4 separate regions of the Mus musculus genome follow, and regions 2, 3 and 4 are each linked to region 1. A link is a contact called in public Hi-C and targeted proximity ligation data. All regions are on one chromosome and are shown on one strand. The core of a region is the stretch at or near the end of the contact, and the rest is flanking DNA. Distances in the headings are between cores, read along the strand shown. Region 1 has its middle 68 kb from the start of Mir3970. Region 2 has its middle 62 kb from the start of Gm36774. Region 3 has its middle 76 kb from the start of Pten. Region 4 has its middle 24 kb from the start of Gm36774.

Region 1 (5,515 bases), core at 2,303-4,802:
ATCAATACTCTCCTAACTGCTGCAAGCCTCCAGTTCCCTGTAAGGGTTCTGAGAAGTCCCTTCTGGCCATTTTGTTTGTTGTGGGTTGGGTTTGGGTTTGTTTTCAGTAGTTGATTGCTCCATGCAAGAAAAGTGTCTAGCATTTGTCTCTGCTGGTTTCCTTCATTGTTGTGTATTATAGCAAGCATTTTGACAACAATCTTTACTGTACTAAAATGAAATTCATTGATAATATTACCAAGGCAAACAGACATTCTCAGAAGGATTGCTGTAATTTGTCTAATTGTAAAGAAAGAAAGAGGTCAGCCCCGTTTGTGGGCTTGCTTTGAATTTCGACATTCCAAATGACATGGCTACAGTTGTGTCTTCCAGAGCCCTCCAGACCCATCTGTGGGCAGAGATCCTGACGCTAGCATTCTCAGAATGCTAGTGCTACTACAGAAACAATGTGCATTCTGCCCTCACTTTATGTCAGATTCGCATTCCTTAAAAAAAATAACTGGAAAGTAATTGGATTTGTGTTTGTCTGTTTTGCCTTGATGTAAAACTGAATTTGGTCCTGGTCACAAGGCATTGCAGACAGGTTTTTTGACTGTGTAAATAATTGTTGGAGCAGCAGCACAGTGCGGAACTTCCCTTTGGATAGCTCCCTCCTGAGACCAGCCCCTCACACCTGGCCCTTAGAATCTTTCCAAACTCCCGCTAGGGGGCAGTACTACTCTTTGAGAGATTTAGATCGGCCTGCTGTACAGGAGCCCTGGGTCCTTTTGTTTTTTGTTTGTTTTGTTTTCTCTTTTTCTTGTCTTTTAATTTGGGGTGCACCAAACCCAAAGATTCAATTGTAATGCAATCAGCTGGTTGAATGCATCTGTACTATATCCATAGCTTATTTCTACTGTCTGACTTTTAGGAAATTTTAAAACAATCACTAAATAATTTGAGGACATGTTGATAGATATTTAAATACTCATTTGTCTTCTTTTCAATTTTTTTTTTACTGCATTGAAATAAACAAATATGGAAACTAATCTACTCCGATAAATGTTACTTCCCTCTGTCTTAAGACCATGGTTGCTTAAAGAACAGCCCTGACATCTTCCAGGGGTTGGATCGCCCAAAAGTCTGATTTCTTTTTAAGCAGGATCTCGTTTGGTGTGTAATCCAGATTGCCTAAAAGAAAAAAAAAAAAAACAAGAAAGAAAAGAAAGAAAGGAAAGAAGAAAGAAGGAAAGGAAAGGAAAGGAAAGGAAAGGAAAGGAAAGGAAAGGAAGAATGACATGGCTCTACAAAGAAGTACTGAAGTCGTGACCTGGTGCACAGAACCAGTTTTGAAAGCCTTGCCATTCTGTCAGCTGCATCAGCTCTAGTGGGGATATAATGACACAAGTCCTGCTTATTCTTGGTGAGCCACAGCCAACTCTTGCTCCTCTGTTCTGATCATGTTTGTAAATATAGCTATGAGTGTTGTAGTTACCATCATCTTTAATCTGACCTTTGATATAATACCTAGTCAGTCAGCATTGCAAAGTAATATAAATCCCATGGCTCCTGTGTTTCATTCTAAATACATAAAAGGATAAACAGATAAGGGAAGATGGAAGGAGGGAAAGAGGGCGCGAGGGACAGAGCTAGGGAAGAAAGGAAAGAAGGAAGAAAAATTTTAATTCCACCAGAGGGCATCGTGACAATTTTCACTTGCAAAAGAAAATGTAATGGGGCAGCTAAAAAATTTCCAAAATTGGAATGTTGAAATAAATGGGCATAATTAAAGCAACAATACTTTGACCAAGGCGTTGGCTCAATTATGACTTTAAAATCCCAATAGGTTGATGCATTTTGCTAAGGATATGTTTATCCCTCAGAGACACAATTTGGGCAAATAAAAAAAAAGTTGACAACTTATATGACCAGTGGGTGGTACCTATGCATTGTTACCATGCCCCAGGCCTAGGTCTAAACAAGATTTTCCTCCCCCCACTTTCAGAAATTATGTTAGGAATTTCACAGAACTTTCTAAATGATGGTAGCTTATTAGCAATCATGACTTTGAAAAGAATTACAGAACAACAGACTGTCCTACAGGAGCCCTGTCCCTAGTTGTTGGTAGAGAGGTGTCATGGAACACCAAACATGCTAAAGCTCTGGTTGCTCATTCATTCATTCATTCATTCATTCAACACAGCTATCAAGCACCCACTAAGCACTATGCACTACTTTCCTGGGTGGTGTGTGAAATCCTAGGTTTTAACTTCATAGAGCTTCATAGTAAAGAGACATATAAAAGGAGGGCTAAGCAGTCAAATAAAAACAATCTTTTCAGTTGAGAAATCACAGGAAGTCAATAAAAAGAATTCATATAAGAAAATAACAGGGAACTTAGATCAGCTTGTAGGAAAAGCCACGTGAGCCTGAAGTCTGATGACATGAAGACAAGAACAGCACTGGAGAGAGAGGTTCTGCTCTAGAGCCACAAAGGAGGCCACCATGTGTCGAGCAATATGCCCTGGGCATAGGCACTTACAGTGAACTCAGGCTGGGCCCTGCTAGAACCCTTGAATGTCATTTTTAGTGTAATGTTTAAGCATTTGACATATTCCAGAGAATTGACTGGGCGGGAAGAAGATGAAGTTAGGGAAGCGAGGGTATAAACACAAAACCACAGCTGGAGCAATGAACTGAAACCCCAGTCGAACAGTACAGTGGCTCCGAGGAGAGTATGGCGGCCAGCGATATGGCATAAGCACCTGGCTTCAGGGTTTTAGAAGTGACAGCTACAGGCCTTACAGAGGCATCGCATATGGGAAGAAAGTTGAAACAAAAATGATCTGCGCATTTATAGCTGAACAACTGGGGGACAGATGATTATGCTGTTGTTGGCACTGTGAGCCATCCCGGGTAAATAAATGATTGCACTGAGCACTCAAGATGCAAGCCTCCTTTCTACCACACTAGCCGTTCTTCCTAATGTGCATGGAGATATTTCTTGAGCGATGATTTCAACCTCTGTGTAGCAAAGGGCAGTGAGCCCTACGCCCTTTCTGCATCTCCCACTAAACTGTAGCTGATGTGGCTGCTGGTGGTCTTTTCTGTGATCAGAGGATTAGCTCAATTCCTCAGGATAACTCCAAATTATTCTCTCCAGAGACTCTGTGGTGTCAACAGCCCTGGATTAGAGACCGGTGACCTCAGCTTTTTTCTTACTCGCTGTGTAACCTGGGGAATGTCATTTCACTTCTGCAATCCTTGAAGGTCCTTCTGAAGACAGTGTCAGTAATTTCAGGGAGCCTAGTTTGTAAAAACTGTAAGCAGCTACATAAATAGTGATTCTTGTTCTCATTGTCGTCTCAGCTGCCACCTTTGTTACAAATAACCTGTCATTCATTTTGCCCTGTTCGCTTCCCTTTGCTTCTTGCCTGCTTCTTCTACCTCCTGTCCTTTCTGCCAGATAAATTTGCTTCCCTGCAAAAGGCTGATTATTTGGAGACATCATCACTAGCCAATCAGAGCTCAGCATTCCGGCTGGCTGGTAAGCCAATCAGATGCAAGCTCCAGGTCTTCTTTCAGTGTTGCTAGGGTTTCAGGTCTACTTCTAAAAACTGGCTTGCTTGCTGCTGGTTCATTCTGTCCTTCTCTCCCTCCATCCCCCCCCCCCCCCCCATCCCCTTGCTCTCCAAACCCTTCCCTTTCCCTCCTCCCCTCTTTTGGGTTTGGAGCAATTCCAAATGCTTAAGCCTTCCGGAAGTTTGGGTTATTATGAATAAGCAAGGTTTAACTGTGTATTTTTTCCCTTGAGAAACAGGACAGCTATTCCACATTCGATTTTGAAAGCATGTGTTTTAGCAGCTTAATGTCCCTTGGCTCCATAAAACAGAATTTCGTTGTGTTTAAGAGAATTTTTTTGGTGCAGAGTGACTTTTATTCAGATGACTAGAAGATAAACTGGCATAGAACTTGGCAGTGACGTGTCCTGTCACTTGAACCTCATTGGGCTAACACAGCGAATTCTAAGTATGTCAAAACTCATCCAGTTTAACTGATGATGGAAGATAATATCTGATAGCACCTCAGATATTAGTTCTATCTTGAACTTTCAGTGCTGGGATTAGTGGTGAAAATCACTGGTCAGTAGTGATGGGGACTCTCACTTTATTGCTAATGGGTATCCCTTCCATCACATCTGGCTCATCTGTGGACCCATGGGTCTTCTTTAAATGCTCTCTAGTAGGGCGTGTGAAGATGCCCTAAACACAAACTGGCTCTGTGCTCTGAAAGCTTAGGGGCGATGCCGGATTGAGAAGGAAAACAACAGCAACACAAGTTCTGTCTTTCTCATAACCTTTGCTACTGACTTAAAAACTGGAACAGCATAAGGATTCGCAGTGTAAAATGACCCAAGACAGGTGGCGCAAAGCCAGAAGTCTGTCAGAAGCAGCTTAGGAAAGCTTAATGATTCACAAAGGAGTCGCTGCCTTCAGGCTCTGACCTTTAGAACTAACCAGCTTTAAGCTTTTGGTTCTGGCCCTTCAAGTCACTTGTATCAAAGAAAAAGGTACTCCCTTAAAGACATTACCATCCATCCATTCAAAAAGAAAAAAAATAGAAGAGAAAAGGTGTCAGCACCAGCGACTCTGTTCTCAGATAACATGGTCTTAGTCCTAAAGACAGTATTAATTGCATTAATTGCTTAAATACATTTTTTTTTTTTGGTTAGCTTTTAGGGAAGGCCTTGGTGTTACTGCATATCCTGCAGGTGAAATGTATGAAATTTGGTTAACATGGTAACGGCTCTAAAAATACCTAGGCTACAGTTTAACCACAGAGTTTCCTCCTTAACGTAAAAGAGCCGCTGTCATGAGGTGTACGAAAGTGCAACAAAGGCGATCCGTCTGACTTCATGCAAGCAGCCTATTAAGACAAGCCTGGCGAGGACACTGTGCGGCCACTAGGCATCAAAGCAGGAATTAAAGTTTTGTGAGACCATCTGACAAAGCACAACCCAGCTGATCAAAACGGCTAAGCATTCTTTCCCTGTTTCTACCTCTTCTGCCCCCACCCACTGGCAACCAAGCAGGGTGTGGTGGGGGTTCAAACAGTCACTATAGCGTGACCACAGGGCCTCACCCAAGGAAAACCTGGGTCACAGAGACCCAAGCGGGTAAGGAGGCTGCAGCAGGCTCCCCAGCATTCTCTGCAGCAGGCTCATGTGGAGGGTGCAGGGAAGGGAAAATTGCTCACTTGAGGTTTTCCCCATGAGGCCCTTGCTTCACAAAACAAAGGGTGGCAGAGGGTGCGACCTTTCCCAGGATGGCTCTGCAGTTGCCCACGTCAGGCTCTTCTGAACTCCGAGTGTCCTTACAGGGTTAAGAGATTTCTTACAAAAATCAGGCTGTCGAGGTTGCATGGTTTGGTAAATGAAAACACTGACACCCATTTATACTAGAATTTCAGATAAACAATGAATAATTTATTTAGTAAAAGAATGTCTGGTGCAATATTTGGGATACTGAAGAAATCC
Region 2 (5,523 bases), core at 747-3,246, 350 kb after region 1:
TGGGCCTGAGTCTGATGTAGTGTTAACTGCCTTAAAAGTCTACACAAGCTAACCATTATAGTTTAGTTCCTGTTGCTGTGATAAAACACTGACCAAAACCAACTTGGGGAGAAAAGTGTTTATTTGGCTTACGCACACCAATCATAGTCCATCATTGAAGGAAACCAAGGCAGGAACTCGGCAGGACAGAAGCTGAAGTCATGGAGAAGCATCACTTACTTACTGGCTTGCTCTCCACAACTTGCTCAGCCTGCTTTCTTAAACCACCCAGAACCACCTACCCAGAGGTAGTATCATCCACAGCGGACTGGGTCCTCTCACGTCAATCATTAAGAACACAGTGACATAGACTTGCTTACAGGCCAACCAGATGGAGGCATTTTCTCAGCTGAGCTTGCCCTTTCCCAGAGGCCCAACCTTGTGTCCAGTTGACAAAAACTAACCAGTACATCAACTAAGTAGCAAAAACCAATGAGAGAAAACAATACAACATCAACAAGCTGGAATCTTAGAGCTGACAATTTATCTGACTTTAAACCTTTCCCTCTAACCGGTTTGCATGTGGCTGGTTACGATGAGATAAAGATTATAAACTTTATATGATAATCTAACTTTTTTTTTTTTTTGGTAGACTGAACTCACACAGATCTGCCTGCCTCTGCCTCCTGAGTGCTGGGATTAAAGGCATACACCACCTTAGCCCAGCAATAATTCCACTTTCAAAGGTGATTAAGGGATAGTCAATAGAGGGCTTGTCTATGAATGTCCAGGAAGTAAGAAAGTCTGTTCTTCCACTGAGTTTTAAAGATCAAGGTCACTGAGGAGAGGAAAAACTGGAAGCAGGAAGTGAGAGATGAGAAAACATTGCCAGCCTTAGCAGCCTCAGAGAGCTCTTGGGGTTGGGAGGGGGGCTGGGGGGGGCTGGAGGGGGCTGGGGGGGGTTGGGGTGAAGAACTGAGCTGCTGAGCTGACTGAAATTTAATTTTCATTACACAAAGGAATGAGAGCTCAATCAGCTATTTTGTTGATACGTAGACACCATTGGTTATAAAATGCATCATTAATTTGTGTCCCACTAAGAAAGAAGTTATGTCTCAAATTAATCTATGAAAGAGTCCATTCTCAGCCCTTAAAATTTTTATTTTATTTTTGCTGAAAATCTCTGTAGACTTTTGGGGACATAGATTTTTATTACATGTCCCTGAAATGCGTATATAAAAGGGAAACTAAACTGATTGAGAAATTCATGACATCAGTTCATGCAGATTGTGTTCTAAATTTACTTTCCTCCACACTCATTATGATGAGACAAGATTATAAATTCTATACAATAATCCAACTTCCCCCCTCCAGGTGGGAGATAAAATGTTCCTCCCCCATCCTTATTATTGGATCCAGATTTCCTTCCACATTGTTATCATCCATCCTAAAAGGACTAGTATGTGTGCAGTTTTGATTGGGACTCTTGTTTACCTCAGTATCCAAGGGCCCTGCAGCCTCCTACACTCACATGAAGACCATGGCTTAGAAGCTACTCCTGGAAACAACCGCAACAATATGTTTGCTTTCCAAATACTGTATGTATATCCCTTTCTCTTCCTGGTCTTTTTGCACGTTGCTAATGAAACTTTTTTTAAATGCATTTTTATTTATGCATGTGCCTCACACATGGGCAGGTGCTGAAGCCACCAGAAAGAGGGCTTTCAATTCCTCTTGAACTAAAGTTTACACATACATAGACAATACCAAATATGTTAGTATTGCTCGTAGGATGAGTAATAACTCCAAAATTTCCTCAATAAACGCCTGCATCCAGAGATATTGACCCTTATATTGGACTTAATTCAATGTGGCAATTTGAAGTGAAAAAAAAATAAAATTGCTTTTCCTACACACCTGAGCTCACAGAATGGAATTCTGCCTATTACACCGGTTGGGCTCTCTAGACCACAACGGGGAGCAGTTTGTGCTGTTGAAAGGCATCCAACTGAGAGTTTCGCAAGCAGTCTGCCACAGGATAAGATCAAGTGTGGTCTCCCCATGTCTGCAGGAGTTGGTTAAGCAGGAACAGTGCCCTTTGAGCTGTTGACGTGAATAGTCTTCACACAGGAAGTATCACAGAGTCCATTTTTCTGTCCCTTCAGAGAAGACATTTCAAACTGGCCATCGCTCCGTCTTCTACAAAAAAGCAATCATAACCTCTTCAGGATGTAGCTAAGCACGGGATAAAACAACAAGACAGGAAACCTTGAGGGAGGGGGGTGTAGACATGAGGTTAACAGCTCAGCCTTAGAGTCCAATTGATATGAGCTTGAGTCCCAGATCTGCATTTGCATATTTTATGAGAAGTCCCTTGATGTCTGCTTGACAGAAACTAGGTAAAAATCATTTCTTCTCCTAGTTGTATGAGAAAGTCCTTCCTAGATTCCTAGCATTTACGTGGAACCGTGGAATTGATTTCTGGTCGATGACTTCCAGCATTTAGATGGAGCCATAAAATGGATTTCTGGTCGGTAGGGGGAGGGGCAGAGTCTTGGACCTTAAGCTTCTCAGTGATTCCCCCATATCCTCTCTCTTTTGTTTTGCCAGGTGACACAAGATTCAGGTGACCTCCAGGAGTATTCTGAGACCCTAGACTACGATGATGCGTCCTTGCCTGAATCTCTGAATGACCCCACACTGAAAAACAACCTTGACAGTGTCCACTAGAAACAACGAAAGCCTTGAGTGTCACAGCAGGTGTCCCGAGGTTTGCTCCCTCCTATAGGGCAAAGGTTTCATTGATTACTTAAGGGAGTTGCCAGGATGCGTTCCCTATGTAAAATACTAAAAAAAAAAAAAAAAAAAAAAAAAAATCAGTGGCTATCTTCTTATTGTTGATAAAGAACCCAGAAACAGTTGACATAAGCAGACAGCTTCTTACAGCTTATATTAGAGCAATGCTTCTCACCCTTCCTAATCCTGGTGACCCTTTAATACAGTTCCTCATGTTGTAGTGACCCGCAATCATAAAATTATTTCATTACTACTTCATAGCTGTAATTTTTTGCTACTGTTATGAATCAGGATGTAAATATCTGATATGCAGGATAGCTGATATTCAACCCCAAGGGGGTCGCAACTCACTGGTTGAAAACAATTTATTAGAGGGTGGATACTTTATACATACCAACTGATTCATACTGTTTGTATTGCAATGTTTGAGCCATCATGTTTTCTGACACTTAGAAAAGTCCACAACCAGTTATACAGACCCTGATAGAAAGGAATGACTTCCTATCATCACCATCAGAATTCTTTTTTTTTAAATTTATTTATTATATGTAAGTACACTGTAGCTGTTTTCAGACACTCCAGAAGAGAGAGTTAGATCTCGTTAAGGATGGTTGTGAGCCACCATGTGGTTGCTGGGATTTGAACTCCGGACCTTCAGAAAAGCAGTCGGGTGCTCTTACCCACTGAGCCATCTCACCAGCTCCCACCATCAGAATTCTGTCCTGTGGTTGCATACTCATTACATCCATGGAAGTGTTGCCTTAACAACCGGATTGAACCATCATCCAATTCCTTTATCTTCTTCATGAAGTCCTCAGTCAGTCCCACAGAAACTCTCCAGGGGCTCACCCCATTCGTCCTTCCGAGTTGACTCAGAGAGCAGAATCGATCCCCTTTGCCAAAGTTTGTTTTAAGAAGCTTTGTTTTAGTTGAGCATGCGACTCATTCTACTAACTTTTGAGACTTTCCTAAGTCAATCTTGTCATGTGTTCATTCATCCACCCAAGAGAAAGCGGCACCTACCCTGTGGAAATGGAGATATATATAAATACAACCTCCGTCCAGACAGACCAGACACAGGTCAGCGAACACGTCTTTATAGTACAGAAACGGTGGTCTTTGAACGTGGGGAAACAAATTGTGTTCTGACGGAGAACAAAGGGGATTAGATTCAGAGAGCCCCCTAGGAAAGCCTGCCTGAGGAGATAGTGTTTACAAAGCTACAGAATCAGGGAAGAAGAAGGGGAAAGAACGCACCCCGAGACCCGAGACGGTAAAGAGCTACTGTAATTGGATTCCAAGAGTGAGCTAAGGAACTGAGGTCTAAGCCAAAATACAGCTGGGCTTAGTTCTAAGTACAATGAAAAGCACTTGGGGGGGCGTAAGCAGATGCTGAACTGTGGTCTGATTTGCAGGGCTTAAGGTCCTAAAGGCCCTATTCAAATGGAGAAGTTACGAGGGGTGTTGGGGTGGGGGGAGGGTGCAATAAGACCCACTTGGCGGCTACTTTAATTCTCCAGCACAAAGATGGGGGGGGGGGGCAAGCTGCGTTAGCAAGATGCTGTGGCGATGAAGGTAAGGGACTTGGGAGAGATTTGGGGGCCAAACCCCTGTCGGATCTCCAACTTAAAATAATTGGCCATCTGGGTGAGCATTTAAATGATGGGGGTGCGAGGGAGGCAGGGAGTGAAACAGCTTAGGAAACAGGCAACAAAATATTCCACTTTCGACCTGTTCATTTGAGGCAATATATAAGACTGGCATCCCGCCTGCTCTCCCAGGCTGAGCGCCTCCCCCCCCCGCCCCCGCGCACGTCTCTCTGATTGTCAACATCGGTGCACCCAGACATCTCCAGCAGTAGAAACCATCTTCCTCTGTGACCCCTTCTACTCTCTGTCCTGTACCTCTTAAAAATCTTCCAAACTATTCCCACCCGGAGTTTACTGCCGAGCTATTTGTTGTTGATTTGAACTGCAGCTCAACAGCGTTGAATTCAGAATGAAAACCATGGGTTCACTTGCTCCTGGATTTTCGCTCTGACTCTGCCATTCACTGGTTTTGTGACAAACTGAACAAGCCCTTTAACATCTTTGGAGCCTCAATTTCTTTTCCTTAAAAGTCAGAGTCAGCCCACGGTGACAAATACAATTAGTTGTGCACTCGGTATCAATTCCACTTGTGTTGTTCTTTTTGTTTGTTTATTTACCTTCATATTCATTGGTGTTTTGCCTGTGTGAGTGCCGGATCCCCTGGACCCGGAGTTACAGACAGTTGAGCTGTCATGTAGATGCTAGAAATTGAACCCAGTTCTCCTGGGAAAGCAGCCACAGCTCTGAACCATTGAGCCATCTCATCTCTCCAGCCCCCTTACTATTCTTTCTTACAGAACTTTTGATTTGTCCAGAATAAAAATGGGCTCAGCTAGCATGCTTAATCTCCAAGTCTCCTTCCCTAAGCTGGAGATTGCCCAGTGACACTGTACTAGTATCCATATCTAAAATGGGGAGATGTGCTGAGGTTTCTAAGAACCCTCTGCTTCTCTTACACATTACACATATACCTTTCACGTTCTCTTCCCTTCCCTCCTACTCTCTCCTTCTACCTCTCCCTCCTCCCCACCCTCCTCTCTGCCTCCTCCCCACCCTCCTCCTCTCCCTCCTCCCCACCCTCCTCTCTGCCTCCTCCTCTCCTCTCTCCTTTTCTTTCTTCTCATCTTTCTCTTCTCCCTCCTCCTCCTCCTTTTCTTCC
Region 3 (5,424 bases), core at 2,559-5,058, 390 kb after region 1:
TTAAATATACCTGTCTTCGCTATCCAGAATCCATCTCTCTAGAGAGAAAAGGCATGCTTTTTTCATTTCTTGGTGCCCGAACTCTCTCCTATTGCCCATAATTCAGCAGACTCTGCTGTGCATGATTCTGAGAGTCCATTTTCAAGTTCCTCAGCGCTCTGAGAAAGCATTTGCCTGGGCCTTTGAGATAAATATGTCTGTGTTTGTTTCCCCTAATCAAATCTCTAATACTATTGTTCATCTTCAAAGCCTGGCCACAATTCCTGAACCACCCTGAGACCCTTTTCAGAAGACAGCTGACATCCGTTGGCAGTAACAGAGCTTTTCATAGTATTTCAGAATCTCGGATCTGCCGTTATGAACTTGAGAGTGTCTCAATATGTAAAGCCTTTTCTCAGTAGTGATATTAACAGGTGTGAGATATATGTATATATACACACATGTGTGCATATGCATACATGCATGTATAATGTATAAAAATGTATAGTTACTGGGGAGATGTACAAAACTTAGTGTGATAGTTAACCTTGATTGTCAACTGACTGGGATCAGGAATCAACAAAAGACAAGCTCTGGGAAGGTCTTTGGGAGCATTTCCAGAAAGAATTAACTGAAGGAAAAAGGAGCCTCCTTGAGTGGGCGGCACCTTCAGGTTATAGAGAGCAGAGGTTAAGACCGTCTGCTTATCTGCATGACCTTAGATGCATGGCACCTATCTCCATGGCATCTACCCAAATGGTGCCTACCTGCATGGCTCCGTGCTCTTTCTGCTGCTGCTTGCTACATCTTCTGCTTCCACCAGACTCCAGCTTCTTTAGGATTCCTCATGGATTCAAGACCAGGGACTCTCCAGGAATCTGCTAGGCTATCAGCACCAGATGGGGACGGCTGGAGACACCCAGCTTCCTAGACTGAGTTGGGCTCTCAGCCTCTCTAGCCTGAACCCATCCCATAGTCTCTCAACCAGTCTACTGAATCCATTTTCATAATACAACTATATATCCTGTTGGTTCTATTCCTCTAGAGAATGGTGCCAAAATCCGTATTGCTCACTAAACCATTTTCTCCCGAATAATTAATGCATGAAGTAACAAAAATGAACATGAGCACTGATCTATTTATAGAGCAAGAAAAGGGAGTAGCACAAAAAGTTCATCATGGTTTTCTGATTCCATATTGCAACTACCTTTTCGGGAACTAGCTGGACAGTGTTTGCCAGTAATCCAAGCTCTTGCAAACCAAGACAGGGAGAAGGATTATGGCTTTAGGTCAGTCTAGGCAACATAGTGAGTCCTAGACCAGCCTGAAGCCTGGATATATATTTATGTGCACACACACACACACACACACACACACACACACACACACACTCACACACACACACCTACCTGTTTTAGTTTCAAATATGTTTAGTATCAGTAACAAAGGTTTTTTTTAAAGGCTTTTAGACATTACAACAGTGCAAAGGAGTGCCGAGAACTTGGTTTCAGAGCCACAAGTGACAACACAATTCTACCCATTCTAGCTTGAAGCCTATGCTCTTAAAAGAAGTCTACTTTGTTAAGGAAGTAAAGTCTACTTTCTTTAGGAATTAACACATACACAATTAACCGAGGCTTGGCCATCAAATGGCCCTCTTGCATTATTTGGCATCCCATCACTGTGACAAAAGACTTGAGATAGTAATCAACTTAAAAGGAGTTAAACTATATTTTAGTTTACATGCATCATGGTGAGAATACATGATGGAGGAGGAATGTTCACAATGGCCAAGAAGCAAGGGACAGACAGGAAAGGGTCTCTTCAGGGGTATACCCCAAATGCAATGTAATGTTCTCCCATTAGACTTCACGTAGGAAAGATTCTAACATATCCCAACAGCACTACAAAAGGCAGACTGTGGCTTCAGCAAAATTGAAACTATAATTCTTGGGTTTAGATCCTAGGAACCAGGTCTGCAACACTCAACAGATTATTAACCCTTCCTATTCTTCTGATCCACATGTATAATATAGATAGAAATAGAACATACTTCTTATTTTATAAGAATTAAATGCAACCGTTGGAATATTCCAAGCAAATGTTAGCACAGTCATTAAAAGAATACCATTTATAAAACATACATTTTGGGGGGCTAGAAAGATGGCTTAGTGGGTTAAGAGTAAAGGCTGCTCTTCCAAAGGACCAACACAGCTCACAACTGTCTGGGCTTTGTGGATATCTGGCATCATCATGTAATACACAGACATATATGCTGGAAAAAATACATTTAAAAAGTTAAAAAAGCAAGAAAGACTTTGAAAGTTATATGGTTCTAATATACCAATGAGAGTTACTCTAAGGTCTTGAAACTCTCTACTCCTAAATTAGGAAGCCATTTCTCCAAACACAATTATTGCTCAGTTTTCCCCCAAACATGTCTTAATGTTTTCTTAGTCAACCAGTGCAACACTGTCCTTTTTTCTCCTATATTTTCTATTGAAAAGCATACATTATATCTACATGACCGGTTAGCTTCTGTATGACATTTTTTTTTAAAGGTCTGACTGCCAAGGCTACATCAAAGAGTTAACCATAGCCAGCAAGCAAAACTACCATTGGGTACCAATTCCGGAGATGAATTTTGACCATGATCTAGTGGTGAGTCGCTAGGTTTCCAAATTCCTTCCACTGCAGGTAGACAACAACTGAATGGATCCAACCAGGAAACTGTAGATGGAGCATTGAGCATGCTTTATTGCTTTAAGGCTATACAGCATCGTTACAGGAAATTTTTACCATCACCAAGGCAGGGCTTATGATGATGCTAATTCCTTACTCAAGGCAGCTGACAAGCAGGAGGAGCTTCTTCATAAGTGTCTGTGGCAAGCACATAAAAGTACTAAGGTTAGCGTTTCATTAAGTACTCTGTAGCTAATTACACTCAGATACATTTTTGCTTTTCAAAGCTACAGCCCCCCCTTTAAGATTATCAAGCAATTCCCGCACATATGTAGCAGCTTGATCTTCACGTGGGTCCTGGACAACTGGAGTGAGGTTGAGGTGGGGCTAAGGGAGAGGGTCCCAATAGCTGTTGCCTGTGCGTGGGTGCGATATGTTCTGCTAGCTGAGTTGCTTTGTCTGGCCTCAGTGGGAGAGGAAGAGCCTAGCCTCTCAGGGACTTGGTGTGCCAGGGTGGGGAGATACCCAGGGGGTCCCCACCCACTCAGAGGAGAAGAGGACAGGGGATGAGGTAAGTATTGTGGGAGGGGCTAACTGGGAGTGGGCAGTGAGCAGGATGTAAAGTGAGTAAGTAAGACAATTGATTCTCAAGCTGCTCTTAAGATGGATAGTTACCAAGTTCTCTTCATCTACTGGCTAGGCTCTTCATAGCCTCTCTTGAATTGTCCATTTTGTATGTTCTTTTCTTCTTTCAGATGCCATATCTTTTAGAAATAACGTAATTTTGTTTGCTGAGACCATCTTTCCATTTAGTTGTATATTTCTAATCATTTTACAATATGATTATAACACAATCATTACAATAGCTGTTTTTGTCTGTCATTTGACTTAGTCTAAGCATTTCCATCTGGGAAATCTGCAGTTGGCATCGCTTGATTGTCTTTTTCCTTGTTGCTCTCATTTTCCCAGTCCTTCCCAGTTAGGAAACATTGGATGGCGTACTGTGTACAGCAAAGGTCCTGTTATAATTTTCAGAAAAGCATTGGATGGATGGATAGGTGGATGAATGAAATCAACTGGTAAACTCAGATTGTGAGTTGTGTCTCACCTCTGAGTGGGAACTCCATCACTTTCACTTTCATGTTTGACACTTTGGGCGTGTTCCCTGGGCTCTGTCTCTATACCCATCCCCCTTGGGGATAAGTGTCGGGTACATGGAAGTCCCTAAATTGGAAGTAAAGATTTCCTTTCTAGTTAGTCTGTATTTTCCCCAGTGACCCACCTCTAGCCCCACTATGCTCTCTGGCTCTTGTATCAGTTTTTTTTTTGCCCCCAACCCCCAGCCAGAGAACAGGATTCCCATTTTAGCTAATCATAACACCCCTGCTGTACCAGGCTATATGTGGGTCCCAGCTCCGTTGAAAAACTAAGATGAAGGAACAAGACCTATGCCTGTTTAACCCTACAGTTACTTTTCATGTTTCATGGGGAGATTTTCTTTAATGGCTGATGCAAGGTTTTTACTAGGGGCGAGGAAACACATGGTAAGAGACACAGAGAAAGAACCTCTGAAAGTTAGAGGAGGACTGGGGACACTGAAGTCCAGTTTCTTATGGAGGGCTGGGAGTTTTGAGGGCCTTTGAATAGTCTTCCTCTGCTAATTTAGGCCTGGTCAGATTGAACAAAAGCAAGGAGAGAGGCTAATGTGCCCATATGTGGCCTCAGCCTTGAACTTGTCAGAACAGCCTACCAGCAAGGGGGTCTATTGTCAGAAGAAAAAGCCCACCAGGCCCTTAGGCCTTTGTCTCAGGTCAGGAGTGTGGGAAAGAAGCCTGAAGCTTGCCATCTTTCTTATCTGTTTTTGGCCCCTTTCCCTAGGTGGGCAGTGCCAATGGGAAAATTACTTGGACAAGTCTGGAGGAGTTCCCAGGCATCCACTTCTTAGGCAGGGCTCCGAGGCCTAAGGAGTAACAGCCAGTTGCAGTTAGACTCAGATCTCTCAAGCAAAACTTCACTCAGTCTAGATGTAGAGAAGACGGTTTTCTCTGACCCCCTCTTTCCACAGGGTTTTGGCACATGGTCCAGTCAGCTGCACGATTTACATTCTGTCTTACTAAGTAAGTCTTAATATTACTCATCGGGTTAAGGAATTTTCTTCATTAACTTGGTTTCTTAACCCCCCATGAGGCTGTGATGGAAGAAACCAAAAGGCCAACTTCTAAATTTAAACTAATTAAAGGCTTGGGTTTGAGACAAACCCAAGCCAGACTACCAGTTTGCTCCACCATATACATCTTGCAATGGACAGTGGTGGCAAAGAAAATAGCATCTTACTGATGACAAAGCCTACTAAGGTTCTTGTGATCTTTCTCTAAATGGGGCATAATCACCCACGGCATTTTCTTTTTCTCCGACAGATCTCTCTACATAGTTCTGACAAACCTGGAAATTACTATATAGACCAGGCTGGCCTTGAACTGAGACCTTCCTGTTTCTGTCTCCCAGGGGCTAGGATTGAAGACACGAGCTGCCACACTCAGCTTCTCCAACAATTTTCTGGACTACTTTTTCAATAGGAATTAAAATAGTACTAACAGTGTGTTAAAGACTCTATGCCGCTCACGGAGCTAGCTCCGAGGATGCATAGTCACCAATGGTTGCCTTATGTTCAGGATCATCAGTTAAGTTTATCAAAGCTCCTTATTGACCCTCTTGAGAGACACTCTGATGGCTGCCCCTCTCTGTTCTCCCTTTCAGCATGGA
Region 4 (5,551 bases), core at 1,482-3,981, 320 kb after region 1:
AGAAAGGAACACTTGGGCCATTATGGGCTTAATAAACTAGAAGCCATTTTCAAGGCCAACATCTTCAAATCTCTCTAGACTAGGGTTCTGGTTTCATTTCTGCTATTATAATAAAATACTGCCTAAGCAACTTAGGGGACAAAAAGGCTTATTTGGCTTATGCAGTACGTTGAGAGAAGACATAGAACATCACCTAAGAGACTACAGAGTGCCTTCACGTCTGGCCTCTTGAACAAACTTCTGTTGCTTTAGCCCAGTGGATTGGTAGTAATAGATAAGAACATCCCCAAGATCTTAAAGTAAAGTAGGAATTCTCACTGAATTCCATTTCAACCAAGAGGCCACCAGAATCGTCCACATAACATGAAATGAGCTCATCTTTCCTCTGGGCTTGCTTTGCTAGAGTATGAGCTATAGATCCTGCCTTATTAAGTCATTTCAAGGTTATGAGAGTAAATATATTTTGTTCCCAGTTGTGGATGTCATGTAAGGAATGTCCTCTATATCTGGATATTCCCCCTATCTGGGCAAAGCACGGGAACCAAACCCATAATTGCTGCAACAAATACCACAAAAACTCCAAAGATGTTTTAAAGCTCTTGAAGTAAGGCGTGAAGTATGGAGAAATTCAGCTCCTGATAGAAGTATTTCCTTAAGCTCCATGACAGGGAAGCCTCTTTGCTGGGACTCAAAGGTCTGAAGATGAGCAACTGATAAACTCACCCTACGGAAGGCTCATGGTCAAGGCTAGCATGAGTCAAGGTATATTGATGGTTTGAAAATCCTCAAAAAACTATTGAAAGACCTTGACGCACCCAGATGAAGTGCTGTGTTCTACGCCTGTCCATTCCCTAACCTCTTCCCACACCCAGACTTTCTGAAAACTCAACACAGTTAATTCATTGAATTGATTCTTTTTAATAAGCTGGTTGACTTTAAGTGCCCTAGGTTTTCCCAACTTCCTTGCTCTACACGAACTATTCCACCTTCAGACAAACATTAGAATACTGTTTTGCTCCTTAGGTTGTCATGATACTCAAATGTAATAATAATTAAGTGCTTAAGAACTCTGTGAGGCATAATAATCCCTCAAAACGTGCACGCAGTTTCCAGAATCTGTGAATATGTTCCCTGATGCAGCCGAGGAGGTTTGAGATGACAAGTTTATTCCAGATCATCTGGGTGGGCCCAACTTGACCACAAGAATCCCTTAAGAGTAGAGACTCCTTTCCGGCGGTGTCAGAGAGAAACTGACGAAAGGAGGAAGGGTGAGAGAAATACTGCTGGCTTTAAAGATGAGAGAGGCAAGCAGCTTCTGACCCTGGGAAAGGCCAAGGACAGATGTTTTCCTTGAACCTGGGGAAGGATCGCTGTACAAGCTTTCCACAACTATGCCTGCTACGTCCTCCTCAGGCTGCGGGTTGGGCTGACAGTCACTAACACTGGAAGAGGCCCCTCTGCCTCAACTGAGATGAGAGCAATACCTTGCCATGGAGGGGAAGGAGACACCAACATATCTCGCATCCATCCATTGTCCCTTGCTCCTCGTGTGTAGGCAGGTCAGTTGGAGGTCCCTTCTGTTTCTGCAAAAATAGCCAATGCAGTTAGTAACTACCAGGGCATATTCCTTCTCAGCTCAAAACCTTCCAGAGGCTCCCCAGCTCGCTCCCAAAACAGCCTGAAAGACTTCCTCTGTTCTCAAGTCTTCAGGGCACAGCTGACCCCATTTCCCCTCTGCCTGTCTCCTTCCTCTCTGACCCTTGCTGACTGTGTTCCAAGTCTACTAGCTGCCCTGCTGTTCTATGCACGCTAGGGGTTCAAGGCTCGGGACACTTGCATTTGGTTTTTTTTTTCCCCACCTAAAACCCTCTTCCCTTGCATCCAATAGCTTGCTTCCTCCCTCAGCACCTTCAGATCTTCCTAACAATCCTATTGAAATAGTGGTTGTCTCCCCCACCCAAAACACCAGAGCAATTTCCTCTTCTATCATGAAGCATACTTAATTTTTTTTCCCCTACAAGGTGCTGTCTCTTTAGGAATGTTCATAAGGGTTCTTTATGAAGGATATATTAGGTTGTTTGATAAATATTTGTCGAGTGAGCAAATCAGTGTATGATCAAGCTATAATCAAGAACTGAATCTCATTACTGCCTCTCCGTTAATGACCCATCCATTCAGTTACAAACGGGAAATGAAAGTCAGTGAGGTGTCTGGTGTTAAACAATGAAGCTGCAGGTAAGATCAATTTTTTAATTGGCCTTGCTGAGTCCAGACAAGCCAAAGGAGTAGAAACTCAAAGTTCTCGGCATCCAGCCCTGTCTCCTAGACAAAGAACCCAGAAAGGGTTGCTTTTCTGAAACCCGAGCCTTTCTGGTTTCAGCCAGAGTCTAAAAACCATAAGAACAGTTTGTCTCTTCAGTACTTCCGCTTCCAGGCAAAGGAAAGAGCAGGAAGTGCAGGGGCGTGTGAAAATTGAGAAGAAGAAAAAAAAGAAGAAGAAGAATTAAAGCCATTACATGTAAAGGCACAGAGACTTCCTCTGTCCTACCACACTGTGCTTTAGCAGCCAGGCTGGGGAAGCCATTCTCAGGTAAAGGGAAAGCCAGAATGTGACTGCTAGTTCTCTATTGTCCGGCACAGACTTATTCAGAGATAGTTGAGAGTGTGGCAAAAGATAGACCGGGTGCCCGGCCGTGTGAGTTTACCATTCACAACAGTCTAACATTACAAGGTCAACCTAGTTCATATCTTATCTACTCAGTGTTTGCTCTGGGCAGGCTGACTTTCCAGCATGCCCCCGGGAGGTATCTTAGATTATAAGAAATTGTACATAGAATTTAAGTAATCTTTAGAGTCGAGCCAACCAAGGTTCCAGTCTTGACGCTGCCACAATTAGTAGCTGAATGCCAGCTGCCTACAGGAAGGACTGTGTTTATCTCGTTTCCCATTGTATCCAGCATTGCTCACACCATGCCTTGCATGCTCAGTAACCCTCCTCCTAGAAGAAAATCAATGTTAGGAACTTCAGTTTCTTCGTTAGTAAAAGGAGACTATAAAACCCAGCTCATGAAGCTGTCTGAGGACCTCAGATGAGGTGCCCCGCCTATCCAGGGCCTGCTACAGGACAGCATTTGCTTAAGGTAAACTGTCATTTTGGTGACTGTGGTGGTTGGCCAAAGCTTTATTCCACCTGGAATTTCAGACTCTGCCCTGACCTGAAGAGTTGGGTCTTGGCGTGATCCTGTTCTCTAGAAAAGTCCTGCTCCACTTCTGTCAGAAATCCTGGAAAAGGGAAGAATGACCTCCGCATCGCAGCTGCTGGGTGATTGGCAGCCAAAGGGAATCAGGACTAAGCCCAGCCAGGTCTCACTTGTCACGGGGAGAGGAAGGAGAAAGCACTCACTAGCCAACCCCAATAAGTGCCTGGTGAAAACCAAGGGCAGGCAGCTGGATTGGTTTCCTACTTTTTTCTCTGTTATAGTCTCACAGCCAGAGAAAGTATGGGGTGTCTTTTCCTTAACTGCGAGAAGCCCAGTTAAGTCTCCCTCCCCGCTCTTCTGAATCAGCCTGGTTCAGCAGTAGGCCTAAGAAGCCATCTGTCAATGCTTAGGGATTAAAGAAAGAAATGAATACCTAGGACCTTCCCAGAATCTCCAAACCCCCAGGAATTCTTAACACTTTTGCTTTGGGGGTTCAGTTCACAATCAAATCGGTTAAGAGGTCTGGCTCTATGTTTCATGCTGAACTATCCCTTCTTGCCTTTACTAATATCTCTCACTGTCATAATTCAATATGGGAGATCCTTCCCGGAAATAAAGGCACAGAGCCTCAAACTTGATGCTGACGATGTTTGCAAAAGGGTTCTGTTGGTCGAGCCATGAGCAGCCGTGTTGTCAATAATCATTTCAGAAGCATCTGCAGATAATAGTGGGTGTGCCGTGAGCCACTGTGGTGGAAAGGGGAGACTATCCTCTCAAAGAAACAGAGAATGCAATGACTCAGCCGGTCTCAAGCCACAGCCACCGTTACTGACTTAGTCATTCATGTTGTCTTTGTCTTATTTTTAGACACCTAGCTTTAAATTAACCGCTCTGATAAACAGCAGCAATTCAGTTAGTAATGAGTTCCTTTGATTTTTTTTTCCCCCTCCTGTGGGGTGGAGCAGACTCCTGAGTTCCACTTCTCTAAATAACCAATAAGTCTTCATATGAAGCCATTACAGTCTTCAGGGAAGGAGAGACACATCAGGAAAGCATAGGGGACCAAAGATGTCAAGGTGTCTCCTCCCAAGATGCATTTTCTCCCATTCACCCATGCTGATTCACCCATGGGGGTGAGCTGTGTGTGCTCAGTGTGTTGGTGTTGGGAGTCGAGAGGTGAACGAGACGGGCAGGCTTTCTGGAAGTGAGCATTTCCACTCCTTCAAAGGATAACTAGGGACCTACCAATCAGAGAAGAGTCAGAGCAGTGGCCGTTCCGCTTTGGCTTTGCTTCAATAACAATTAAACCATGTGGGGTGGGGTGGGGTGGGGTGGGGGGGGGGGCTTGAACCCTGTTATTTTCAAAGTAGTGAAATCTAATCATGGCATACTTCTAGAACTAAAGTTTTAAGTTTTTCAAATGTCTCCTAGTCAGGGTTCCAAGTCAACTGCTGTCTTAAATCGATGGTGACATAACCTGACTTAAGCATAGTTTGCATGCTTCAACAGCCTAACTGGAAGCAAGGTGATTCCTCCACCCACTTCCTCCTCCTTAGGTATAAATTAAGAAACCCAGGGGTAACCACAGCCCTGGGCAACTATGTACAAAAAAAACGGGAACTGTCACTTGATAGCCCCTCCCCTGCACTTAACCAGAATCATCAGTCTATAGATTCAGGAACTAAGTGGCTTGACCATTTTGCACGTAAACCGTATACATTGGACTAAACAAGACAAGCGAGCAACAATTCAATTTAGAGTTCACTGAATCCTCTGGTTTGGGAAGGAAATGGCCAGTAATCAATTGCAGCAAGCCTACAGGCTCAGGGCCAGGAAGAGAAAAATCACTTTAATGGGCAAAGCAGATGTTGCTAAATTCATTGCAAAAGTGAGATGGGCTCAGAGCCAGCCCTTGCTTGAGAGATGCTGACCTGTCCTCTCGAATGAACAAAACAGAGACACTTCAAAGCAGGGGCTGGGGGGGGGGGTCCATGAGAGAAGCCAGAGGTGGGGTCCCAGATAGACTGAAGAAAAGAAAATGCAGCCAGGTGTTCAAATCTGTTTTATCGCCACCTGACTTAAAGCCGTTAACATCTCTGTAAGGATTTTAAACAAGCCCCAGAATACCAGCTTAAAACTCTTTGGGGAGTCAAATTCTGTCCTAAAGGGCAGTGTGGTGGAGAGGGTAGAAGGTAGGATTTCACCGCCAGTGTGTTGGTTCCTTCATTAAGGTGCCATATAATTTGGCTAAAGCAATTAGCCTCCTTTGGCATCAGTTTTCTTATCTATGAAATGGGCTTAACCTAGTTACTATAACAGAGCTGTAGTGAAATCAGTAAAACTGTGTGGAA

The links. A called contact is a pair of places that touch in the nucleus more often than the background predicts.
Region 2: a contact with region 1 is called in a targeted proximity ligation map of T-cell acute lymphoblastic leukemia, with 6 times the contacts expected there. A contact is called at or near these places in 1 of 39 promoter capture datasets (hippocampal neurons), 21 of 484 Hi-C or Micro-C datasets (bone marrow-derived macrophages, cortical neurons, embryonic fibroblasts and 5 more), 12 of 130 datasets of targeted methods (DN3 thymocytes, the NIH/3T3 cell line, T-cell acute lymphoblastic leukemia and 9 more) and 1 of 9 other capture datasets (embryonic stem cells).
Region 3: a targeted proximity ligation map of pro-B cells shows a contact between it and region 1, with 21 times the contacts expected there. A contact is called at or near these places in 3 of 39 promoter capture datasets (the 3T3-L1 cell line, embryonic stem cells and liver), 43 of 484 Hi-C or Micro-C datasets (the 3T3-L1 cell line, 3T3-L1-derived adipocytes, B cells and 19 more) and 18 of 130 datasets of targeted methods (DN3 thymocytes, the NIH/3T3 cell line, T-cell acute lymphoblastic leukemia and 11 more).
Region 4: a contact with region 1 is called in a Hi-C map of pre-B cells, with 6 times the contacts expected there. A contact is called at or near these places in 1 of 39 promoter capture datasets (the C10 cell line), 16 of 484 Hi-C or Micro-C datasets (B cells, the C10 cell line, CD8 T cells and 12 more), 14 of 130 datasets of targeted methods (the 230-238 cell line, DN3 thymocytes, the NIH/3T3 cell line and 9 more) and 1 of 9 other capture datasets (embryonic stem cells).

Annotation. Positions count from the first base shown.
Region 1 is chr19:33,222,383-33,227,897 of GRCm38.p6, reverse strand. It overlaps the pseudogene Rnls. Among named protein-coding and RNA genes, the nearest start is that of Mir3970, 68 kb to the right of the region's middle.
Region 2 is chr19:32,866,019-32,871,541 of GRCm38.p6, reverse strand. No RefSeq gene overlaps it. Among named protein-coding and RNA genes, the nearest start is that of Gm36774, 62 kb to the left of the region's middle.
Region 3 is chr19:32,830,750-32,836,173 of GRCm38.p6, reverse strand. No RefSeq gene overlaps it. Among named protein-coding and RNA genes, the nearest start is that of Pten, 76 kb to the right of the region's middle.
Region 4 is chr19:32,903,186-32,908,736 of GRCm38.p6, reverse strand. No RefSeq gene overlaps it. Among named protein-coding and RNA genes, the nearest start is that of Gm36774, 24 kb to the left of the region's middle.